Linked DNA regions of Strix aluco: region 2 is linked to region 1. The links are chromatin contacts, called in public Hi-C maps. All regions are on one chromosome and are shown on one strand. Each heading gives the region's core, a stretch centred on a gene start, on an enhancer-like site or on the middle of the called end of the contact. The rest is flanking DNA. Distances are from core to core; before and after follow the strand shown. Region 1 holds the start of FBXL5 (F-box and leucine rich repeat protein 5). Region 2 holds the start of TAPT1 (transmembrane anterior posterior transformation 1).

Region 1 (4,645 bases), core at 1,639-4,138:
GATAACCAGTTGGTTTGTTACCTGCAGCAGAGTCTTCAGGAAAGCCAGATTTACCCAGAAAGGGATGTGCAATGTTGTGCTTGATATGGTGGAGATGCAGCAAATGCTGTACTTCAGTTACTTCTCTGATGCTTTTTCTTCCTATTTGTCTAATTAACCTGTCTGAAACATGGACATCCTGATAGGGCACCAGCACGTTAATCAAATGGTTTCAAGTCACTGCTTTGGGTTCAGGATTAGAGAGTGCAATAATCCATGGAAGTCAATGATTTTTTTTTTTTTTTATTATCAACTTTTCTGCAACCAGATTTTGCTCAGTAATTTCAGGGCTAGCAGAAACCAGAGGTATCACTGATGTGATCTTCTATATAGAACAGGGCAGAAATTATCACCAATTTTTGCATCAAGACTAAAACTTCTGCTTAAAATACACAGTACAAGTTGAGGACTCATCAACTTTGAGAAGAAAATGTGGGTGCTGCTCAGTTGTGTTCTCCGAACAAGAGACGACTTCTCCTAACATCCCAGAGGGAGTGGAAATGAGTCAAACAACTGGTGGGATCCCCATCTCACCCCCTACTGAGCTCCCTTTACTCACTAGCCACTTCTAGAAACAAAACATCAGGCCAGAAGGGCCTCTGATCTGACTCAGCACAGCCATTTTTAATTTATGTTCTTAGTTTTGATTTAAACACTTCACATGATGGCTAAACTAACACACCTCCAGGGAAATCGTGCCAATGGTTTGATAGCCTTGAGAGCCAAACCTTAGCTCTGGCCTGAACTTGTCTACTTTTAGCTTCCAGTCATTGGATCTCATGAAGTTTTTTCCTGTTACATGAATGAAGAGTCTACCCTTAAACTTGTCCATAAAAAATTCAATATTTTAGTCCCATTATCAGGCACTTTCTTTTGTAGTATTGTACTTCACTGTCAAGAAGTGGCTGCCCCTCTTGCCTCCCAAGCTCCGGGAATTCATGCTGGATGCACATCACTGTCCCTCGCTCTCTGCCCCTCTCTCCTAGAAGAGGTTATAGCCCATGAAGCAGACTCAGCAAAATTGGCAGGATATCTGCTCTGGAGATACTCTAGGTCACAAACTGAATATTAACTCTAACAACCATGAAATTTAGCATAGGTTTATATTACGAAGCCCTGGAAGATGAGGAACAGACATGTTCTCTCTTGTTATTTCCACCACATGGGAGTGGCAACTTCCAGCAGAAGAAAGGTGTAACAGGTGGGAACATTAATCTTCTATTATTATTCAGGCATGAATTGCTGGCAGAATAACCCCAATTCTGTACGACTTCATGCTTTAGGCGGGGAAATGTGACCTTGCAACTGCTCACATTAACAAGCTTCTCTGTAAGCAACGAACTTCACCAAACATTGTTTCTTGATGGTTTGTGTCTTCGGTGCACAATTTTACCTACAGCAGTAACCCAATGTCTCACCTGTTCCCCTGTATGCTATGATAGACCCTCCGTGCAAGAAATGCACAAGCCAAAAGCCAGAGTTGTGCTTATTAGCCAAGTAGTAAATGCAACCAGGTGCTTGGTGGCCAGCTGCGTAACACCTGTGCTTTGCCTTCCTCTTCTTCTCGCATGTGTAACTGCTTTTTTTCCCCAAAGTTGTATGAATTTAACCTTCCAAGATGCATACATATTTGCAAATATGATTAAGTAGGCCAGCATTTTCAAAAGTCCTTGAAGGTGGAAAGGATGAATGGAAGGGGAAACACCCAATACTGCAATTGCTTAAGCCTCATTTCCTTAAAGAGATAAAAAGATTATTGTGCACAGTGTGATCTAGATAACCCTCATAACGTGATCTCTCCTTCTCAATTCACTACTACTTTTACCAGCAATAATTTCTCATTTTATTTGCAAGCATTAGTACGTTGAGGAATACTGGACTAAAAACATGTGCTGGAAATACTTCTATTTAGAATTAATTGCTTACATCTATAAACTCGCTAGCTTTTAATCTATTTAATATCTGCAAGACAGATTTTGTACAGGAATAGTTTTCAGTCAGAAAGGCCTGCTGCATTTATTTCAAGTTTGACAATGCATTTCTGGGACATTTACTATTACTACACGTTGCCATGCTGGTTGGGAATTTTACTACACACTGCTATGTTGACTGACAGTTACACCTTTTGTCAAACTCATGTGTACTCTCAATTCTGTGAAGTGTTCCTACTTTTTTCAAAATGTTGCATGGACAGTTGAGTATCAAGCGCTGGCATTCCTGCTCTTTTTGTCTTGGATGTTGAACAAACGCAGCATTTAACTCTGCTTCTTTGGCACAGGTGCTGCAAAAAGTTGGGGGCAGATTCCCCGCAGCAGGCCAGTTTGGGACGCATCACACATCTTCTATCACCAACACCAGTTCATCAGCAGACACCCTCTTTATTCCTCACACGTTGTCATCTCCTCAGTTTATTTGGGTGAAGCGAGTTTTCCTGACTTTATGTAAATGCACGACGCGATTTTTAACTTCTTGCAATTTAATTAAAGGCATAAAACCTGCCGTGCCCCCGGCGTGCCAGGTTACCTGGTGGGCCTGCAGACCCGCTACCACGGGACAGCGGCCGTGCCCCGCGCACAGCCCGGGAGCCCGCCTGCGTCGGGAGCCGCTCCCGCAGCCCCGGTCAGCCCCGCGCTTTGCAGGCCTGGCCTCTGCGGGCTGCCCGCCGCGCACACCGGCGGAGCAGCCGCGCTGCGCCGGGGCCAGGCCGGGGCCAGGCGGGCGTCAGCCGGTCCCCGCCGCCACCGCCCGCTCCCCGCGAGAAGGGGGGTGGGGGGGCTGCGCATGCGCGCGGCGGGCCGGGCCGGGCAGCGGCGTTCGCGGGGCGGCCATGGTCACGTGGCGGCGGGGCGCTCTCCGCGGCGCATGCGCGCGGCGGATGTTGCCGCCGCCGTTAGCGCCGGGGCTCTATGGGGAGAACATGGCTCCTTTCCCCGAGGAGGTGGACGTCTTCTCGGCTCCGCACTGGCGGATGAAGCAGCTCGTGGGGCTCTACTGCGACAAGGTAGTGGAGGGGGGCGGCTTCTGCCCCGCTCCCCTGAGGCGGGAGGGAGGATTTCGGGAGTGCGCAGCTGTCAGCGCCTCGCCGCCCCGGCCCCGGCGGCAACTTCTCACCGCTGCTGCGGGGCTGCTGGGCGCTCCGGCCCTACCCGCCGCGGGCAGTGGGGCTGGTGGTGCCGCCTTCCCTGCCGCGCCCTACGCCCCGCTCGGCCCCTTCAGAGCTGGGCTGGGGCTCCCCTCGCTCCTGTTGCCCCGGCGGCTCTGCCGGCGGGGTGTCCCGCTCTCTTCAGCTCGGGGGAGCGGCGCTTCCCTGCGGGGACCACGCCTTCCTGCCGCCTTCCCTATTGCCGGGCCGCCGGGCAGGGGGGCGCCGGCGCTCACCCCCCCGGGCTTGCTGCCCCGGAGCTAGGGAGTGGGCGCCGGGGCGGGCTGCGGCGGAGCGGCCCCTCCCGTTACGGTGCGGGGCGGCGAGTGAGGCCCCGGGGGGCCCGTAGTACTGAGGGGGAAGGCAGGCGGCGAGGCCTGTCCATTTTTGTTAATTAAACGGTGCCGGGCGAGGCACCGGTGCTGTGCATAGTGCTCGCTAACAGTCTGCAAGCGGCTGTGTTTGCGTTTTTATGCGCAGCGTTTAATTGGCGAGTCGCTTAAAGATACCCTAGGTAGATTTTTTATTTTAAATATATATAATTTTACTCGTGGACAAAAGTAATTTTTATTCCTGCACCAGGGTAGTTAATAATCAAGGCTGATGTGTCACCTGAAAGGCAAACTTTGCTGCAGCAGCTCTGAGCGTGAGGGAAGGGTTTCAGGCAAATACTTCAAAGCCAGCACTCCTACTGAAAGAAGTAGTGCCTCCCATCTGTGGGCATAAATGGCTGTTTGGAGAACCAGACTGGCTCAAAGACATTTAAAGGGAGGGTGAAGTTACATGAGAGACAGTATAATAGCTTACTACTGCCAGCAGGATGGGGGAGTTCTAGCTTCCTTTGCCTGTTTTCCACATGCCACCTTGTAGCGTTCTGGGGCTCACCAGATCCCTTCGCATGAGCCTGTTCAATTTGCAAATTGGGTGAGGAAATGTGAGTTGTTTTTTGCTAGGTTAGCTAAGTGAACAGAGGGTCTGAGGGGAGGAGAAGGTGAGACCTGCCATAATTTCACTTTGCCTTTTATCTGTGAGTATGTTTGCAGTTAACTTTAATCTGTGACAGCATAAAAACTTGTGGTATCTTAGCAGAGTGGATTTTACATGAAGAGGAGCAAACACCTGGGACTCTTCTCCCCCCTGGCCCCCAGCAACAATGTTAGCGTATTGTTGACAGGTTTTGTTTGAACCTCCAGATACTGTAGTCATTTGGGTTTTGTTCCTAGAGAGGCATTTCTGTCACTTTTATTGAGCCTCCCACAAAGTTTTGAGCAAATTTACCATGACTTGATAAAAGTAAAACTGGCTGTGCCGGAGTGATTGGTTTTCCTAAATACTGGCAAATTTGATCAAAACTACCCGGTTTGCAATGAACGTAATTTCTCATTTTCTAAAAATTTTTATGCGGGATGCTTGCATCCTTTAACCCTGTTTCAGAACTTGGAGACTGTGCCTGGCCTATGACCT
Region 2 (4,786 bases), core at 2,239-4,738, 260 kb before region 1:
AAACCATATATCTTTAGTATCTAGTCTTTTTTGAATGATATTGCAAAGTCTAAAAGAGTTTGAGCCTGACAAAAAGCTTACAACAGAAGACAGATACCAGATGTTTTCATATAGTTATGAGTATTGCAGTTACTCATAACTGTTTCATACAGCTATGAGCATGGCATTGTTATTATCATCATTTTAACACCTGCCTCTTCTTTATTGCTAGTTAATATATTCTCCAGTTTCACTTACCTCCGCTTGGTACAGTACACTGAGTTTCATACTTCTCTCGAGACTTCTTTCCTGTTTCCTAACCTGTGTTCATAATTTACTTCTCATATGAGATATCGTTTTGTTGACACATTTTTTTTCCATGTTTGTATTGCTCTCTAAAAGGAAGATCTTTGACCTCTTTTTAGCACATTTCACTGATAGACCATCTATGTTAAGAGGGGATATCTGAGTTGGTGGGAGTAAATGACATAGATGGCAAGGTCTGAAAAGACAACAAAGTTCTGCTAGCAAAAAGCACTACAAAAAACGATTATCCATTTTCTGAGTCTTCTTCTTAATAACCTTTTGTTGGGTCTTGTGGGGGGAAAAAATGCATTACAAAAAAAGGAGGAGTTTTAGACCATGTAAAAATATTCTTTAAAAAAAGACCATCCTCACTAGGAGACAGAGTAGTTGCAGGAATGAGTGACTCAAGGACTAAAGCACAACTGACCTGGACACACTATAAAGGTTTTAATACTTGACAGTTCCAGAAGAAACTTTCCTGACATCAAATTAGCAAAAATCCCTCTGTGATGATTATGTGTAAGACACATTATTATCTATAGGTAGATAATCATTACTATAGTATACTTATGGAAAATTTAAGGCAAAAAATGAATTAGCTTGTGCAAAGCCCCAAAGATCAACAGTGCTGACATTTCTAATAAAATTCAAGTAACTCTTAATTCCCGGTGTGTATTCACTCCACAGCTATCCTAACGGTTTTTGCTGTTGTATGAATGAAACTGCTTTTTCTCCTTGGAGACAGTCATTATTTTGAAACAATCCTCCTCCCTTTCCCCCTCACCTGCTAATTATCTCTTAGGGAAAAAAGTGAAACTCCAGCTGTGGCAACATAGACAGGGCTGTGTCTTGTTCTAAGAAAATCGCTTCAGGAAAAAGATCGGTGAATGGTTATGAAACTGCAAAGTGGATTCTGACCCGCTGCAGAGTCACTCCGTAGCATGTCTCACAGCAGATAAGCGATGGAAAGCAACAAAATACAGCTTCTCGTGCCCAAACAGCAGATGGTCCCAGATAACTCCCAACAGCAGATATCATAATGAAACACTACTTCCTATATCAGCACTGCTAATATTTTTCACTAAATAACTTCTCTCCTCTGACTTGGCTAGTTCAGTGACTCAAATATCTAAAGACTGGATTTTGCTGCCGTCAGGTTGACCTTCTGAAAGTGTCCACCATGTCAAAATAGCACATGTAATAGTTGAAATACACACATCTTTGCATGTGGAAAAGAACACATTAAAATTCTGGCCAATGATGGGTAACAAACTGGATGTAAAGTACAGAAAAAACATAAAGACTCTGTGGGTAGAAACTTAAGGGTAGCTGCTCAATGTGCTTTTGAAGCATCAAAAATATGAGCAAATTCTTAGCTGAACCGTATTGCAGTAATACTATTATTGTGCCTTCAGCTGAACTACTTCAAGTGGAAAACTGGAAGTTCTTCTAAACTAAGCAAGGTTATCTTGGGTCAACCCCTGAATAGAAAATGTATGTGCTGTCACAACTGGTGCTGGGAATTCATTAGATAGCTTCTCAGCGGACCTGAAGGAAGAAGAACATAGCTGGTTCTTAGATGATGCTTGACGCTGCAATAACTTTCTTTTGGGTAAGACTTAAAACAAGTTTGTGACAATTTGTTGTCCTTAAATATTGTGCAATGCATCTTATGAATGGATATAGCTTTTATACACTGTTGGAAGCAGAGTATCTCTCAGGGTGTCACGTAATTTTGCATGCACTGCAACAGCACTCCAGCTGAGGGAATTTTTCAGCTCTTTTTGGAGCTCTTTGCTCTGCATTCTATTTTTCCAACTGCTTTTTACATCCACAAAGGAAACATGGGAGAAGAAAGCCCAAACTGGTAACATATAGTCTATCACTATTAGCTCCCTATATGATACTCTTATTGCACTATGAGTGCCTGCAAGAAGTGCTCCACTGCCTGAAAATGTCAAGACTTGAATTAATCCTACCAGATTTCAGGCATTTGGAACCACTAATGGCAATGGAGTTTGGCACCTCTAGTCTATTCAAAGCCTGAAATGCTCTTTGAGACAACTGTACAACTAACTTAAGAGTTATAGAGGAAGACTACTACGGCCTTCCAAAGAAAGAATAAAGCATTCTTTGTTTTCCCTGGATGAGTGGCTAAATATTAAACTGGCTGAATCTGGCCTCTGAATGCATGATAAGGACATGAGAACTGAATGTGAAAGAGACCTTGTACTTGAAATTCAGGCCAGGTATTTTGTCCTCGTGCCCATGTGAATTCCCCTGCAAACAAGTGCTTCGCTGTTACCTTGAGCTCCCTGTTTCTTATGTTCATGTTTACTCTTGTATAAATTACAAGCACTTTGTGACAGGAACAATTATTTTTCATTAGTATGGCCTCTGACAAGCCTTATCATCACCACTATCATGTTGCCAGTAACTAACCGCCTGTCCAGCCTCGGCACTTCATGAACCACAAGATTTCAGACCCTGGTTCTTGGGCTGGTAGGCCTTGTGGACCTTTGCAGGCCCCTCAAGCACCAACATGTGCCCCCCTGTGTCCAGAGCAGCATTGAGAGCTCTGTGCTAGCTGGGAAGTTACAACAGCAGCCGTCCTTTGCAGATGGGCTTGGCAGCAACGACTCCTTCCAGAAGCCTCTTGTGGGAAGAGATACACAAACCCTGGGAGCGCGAGTCTGTGACCTCAAGTGCCCGGTCTGGTCCAACACATGCAGTTTGTTGAAATCCTGTTGGCTTTAGAGTTAATAATTCACCTTTTGCTTTCCATTTCCAAACACGGTCTTTATTTGCATGGCACAGTGTAGATTAATCACGTTATTTGCAACTGTTTTGAACTACTGTCACCCAGCCCATGTGGGGGTGAAACCGTGGCCATTACACACATTTCTTACGACAACGGCAGAGGGCCCGCTAAATCTCTCCCCTAACACAAATGTCTTTCTTGTGCCCAGCGGTACCTACAAAACCACAGGAAGCTCGGAGGCCGGGCAGAGGAAGACGCTGGAAGGAGACGAGGCCGGGGCGCGGGGCTCCTGGCACCTCGGCGGTTAACGGCAACATGGCGCCGCGCCCGCCTCGCCCCCGCCCCCCGCGCCGGGCCCTCTCGCGGCGGCCGGGCCGCGCCGCTGTCGCGCGGTGATGAGTCACCGGCCGGGGCGCGGCGCGGCGCGCGGCTCGGGGGCGGCGGGCGCGGAGCGGGCGGCGCTGAACATGGCCGGCGTTGCCGACGCCGCTGCTTCCGCCGCCGCGCCGGGCAGCGGCGAGGACGGACGGCGCGGCGGCGCCCCGGAGCAGCAGGAGAGCGGCCGGGGGGAGCCCAAAACTCTCTGGGGGAGCCGCGAGCCGCGGCCGCCTGCCGCCGGCCCGGGGCAGCCGTCTCCGCAGCAGCGAACGGAGACGCTGGGCTTCTACGAGAGCGACCGGGGCAGGAAGAAGAAGCGGAGCCTCTCGGGTGAGGGTCGGCAGCGGGGCGGGAGGCCACCTCTCGGCAGGCCGGGGCGGGTGGAGGGCAGCGAGAGTCCCCGGGCTGGGTTGGCCCCCCACGGGAGATCGGGGTGGCCGTGGCGGCGTTGCCCGGGGCGGGCGGCGCCTCCGGGGCGCGCCGCCAGCGCTGGCTCCTCACAGCGCCGGCCGGGCCGGCCCGCTTGAGGGGCTGGGGCCGGGGTGGGTGCCTGAGGCGGGGCTGAGGGCGCCGCGGCCGCCCGCCGGTGCAAACTTCAGTGAGCTACTTCAAAAAGTGCGCCGGGACCTCGCGGGCCTGGAGAGCGGCGTCGTGCCACCGTTCCGGCATCGGGGGGGGAGCTTCCCCGGCGGCTCCGCTGCCTCTTCTCTCCCTGCCCTTAAGTTTAGTCAGCGAACGCGCCCGTGTCAGTGAAATAGAGCCCTCGGCGTGACTGCGTGGGCCCCTACTTTCCACGGGAGCGTGTTGAGGAAGGGGAACGGGGGCAGTGAAGTCCATGTGCCCTGTCACGCAACATGTTTGGTGGTGATAGTCAGGGGGTTTTAAACAACACGGGCATCATCCATCGAAGTGTTACACACTGACGTTGAAACTCAGGTTGTTAGGATACCTGCCAAGGAGTGACTGCAGCGAGTGCCTCGAACGGCGGCTTCTGACAGGAGCAGAGCGGTTCAGACCTGGGCCCTGTGGTTCCTGAGCCCCGCGGGCCGGGAGGGCTGCCCGGCTTGCTTCACTTGCCTGCTGAAGTACGAGAAATGCTTCTCTGCCTTAACCGTTCTTATTATATACACATAGTGTCTTTGCCTATGCTACTGAAAGTATCAGTGCTGTCAGAGCCTTGAAGTTGTATGCAGATTATTAGAAGTCTTTGGAACTAAGTGTAGTTTACTGAGGCTTTTATAGGGAGAAATAAGGAAGAATGTCATGGCCTTTGCGATCAATCTACAGCTATATTTACATTTACACTTGAACTGGTTATTTCAGGTATCTGCAGAGTAATTTTTGAAAATAGCCATGCCTTTT

What was found. A called contact is a pair of places that touch in the nucleus more often than the background predicts.
Region 2: a Hi-C map of brain shows a contact between it and region 1, with 2.3 times the contacts expected there. The contact joins the promoter of TAPT1 here to the promoter of FBXL5 in region 1. A contact is called at or near these places in 2 of 2 Hi-C or Micro-C datasets (brain and heart).

What each region holds. Positions count from the first base shown.
Region 1 is chr4:17,004,837-17,009,481 of bStrAlu1.hap1, reverse strand. FBXL5 (F-box and leucine rich repeat protein 5) reads left to right here and starts at 2,888. Exons shown (of 11, transcript XM_074822160.1): 1 at 2,888-3,040. The coding sequence starts at 2,915.
Region 2 is chr4:17,260,464-17,265,249 of bStrAlu1.hap1, reverse strand. It overlaps TAPT1 (transmembrane anterior posterior transformation 1), which reads left to right and starts at 3,488. Exons shown (of 14, transcript XM_074822186.1): 1 at 3,488-3,754. The coding sequence starts at 3,514. LOC141922653 (a long non-coding RNA gene) reads right to left here and starts at 1,366. Exons shown (of 2, transcript XR_012623043.1): 1 at 238-1,366.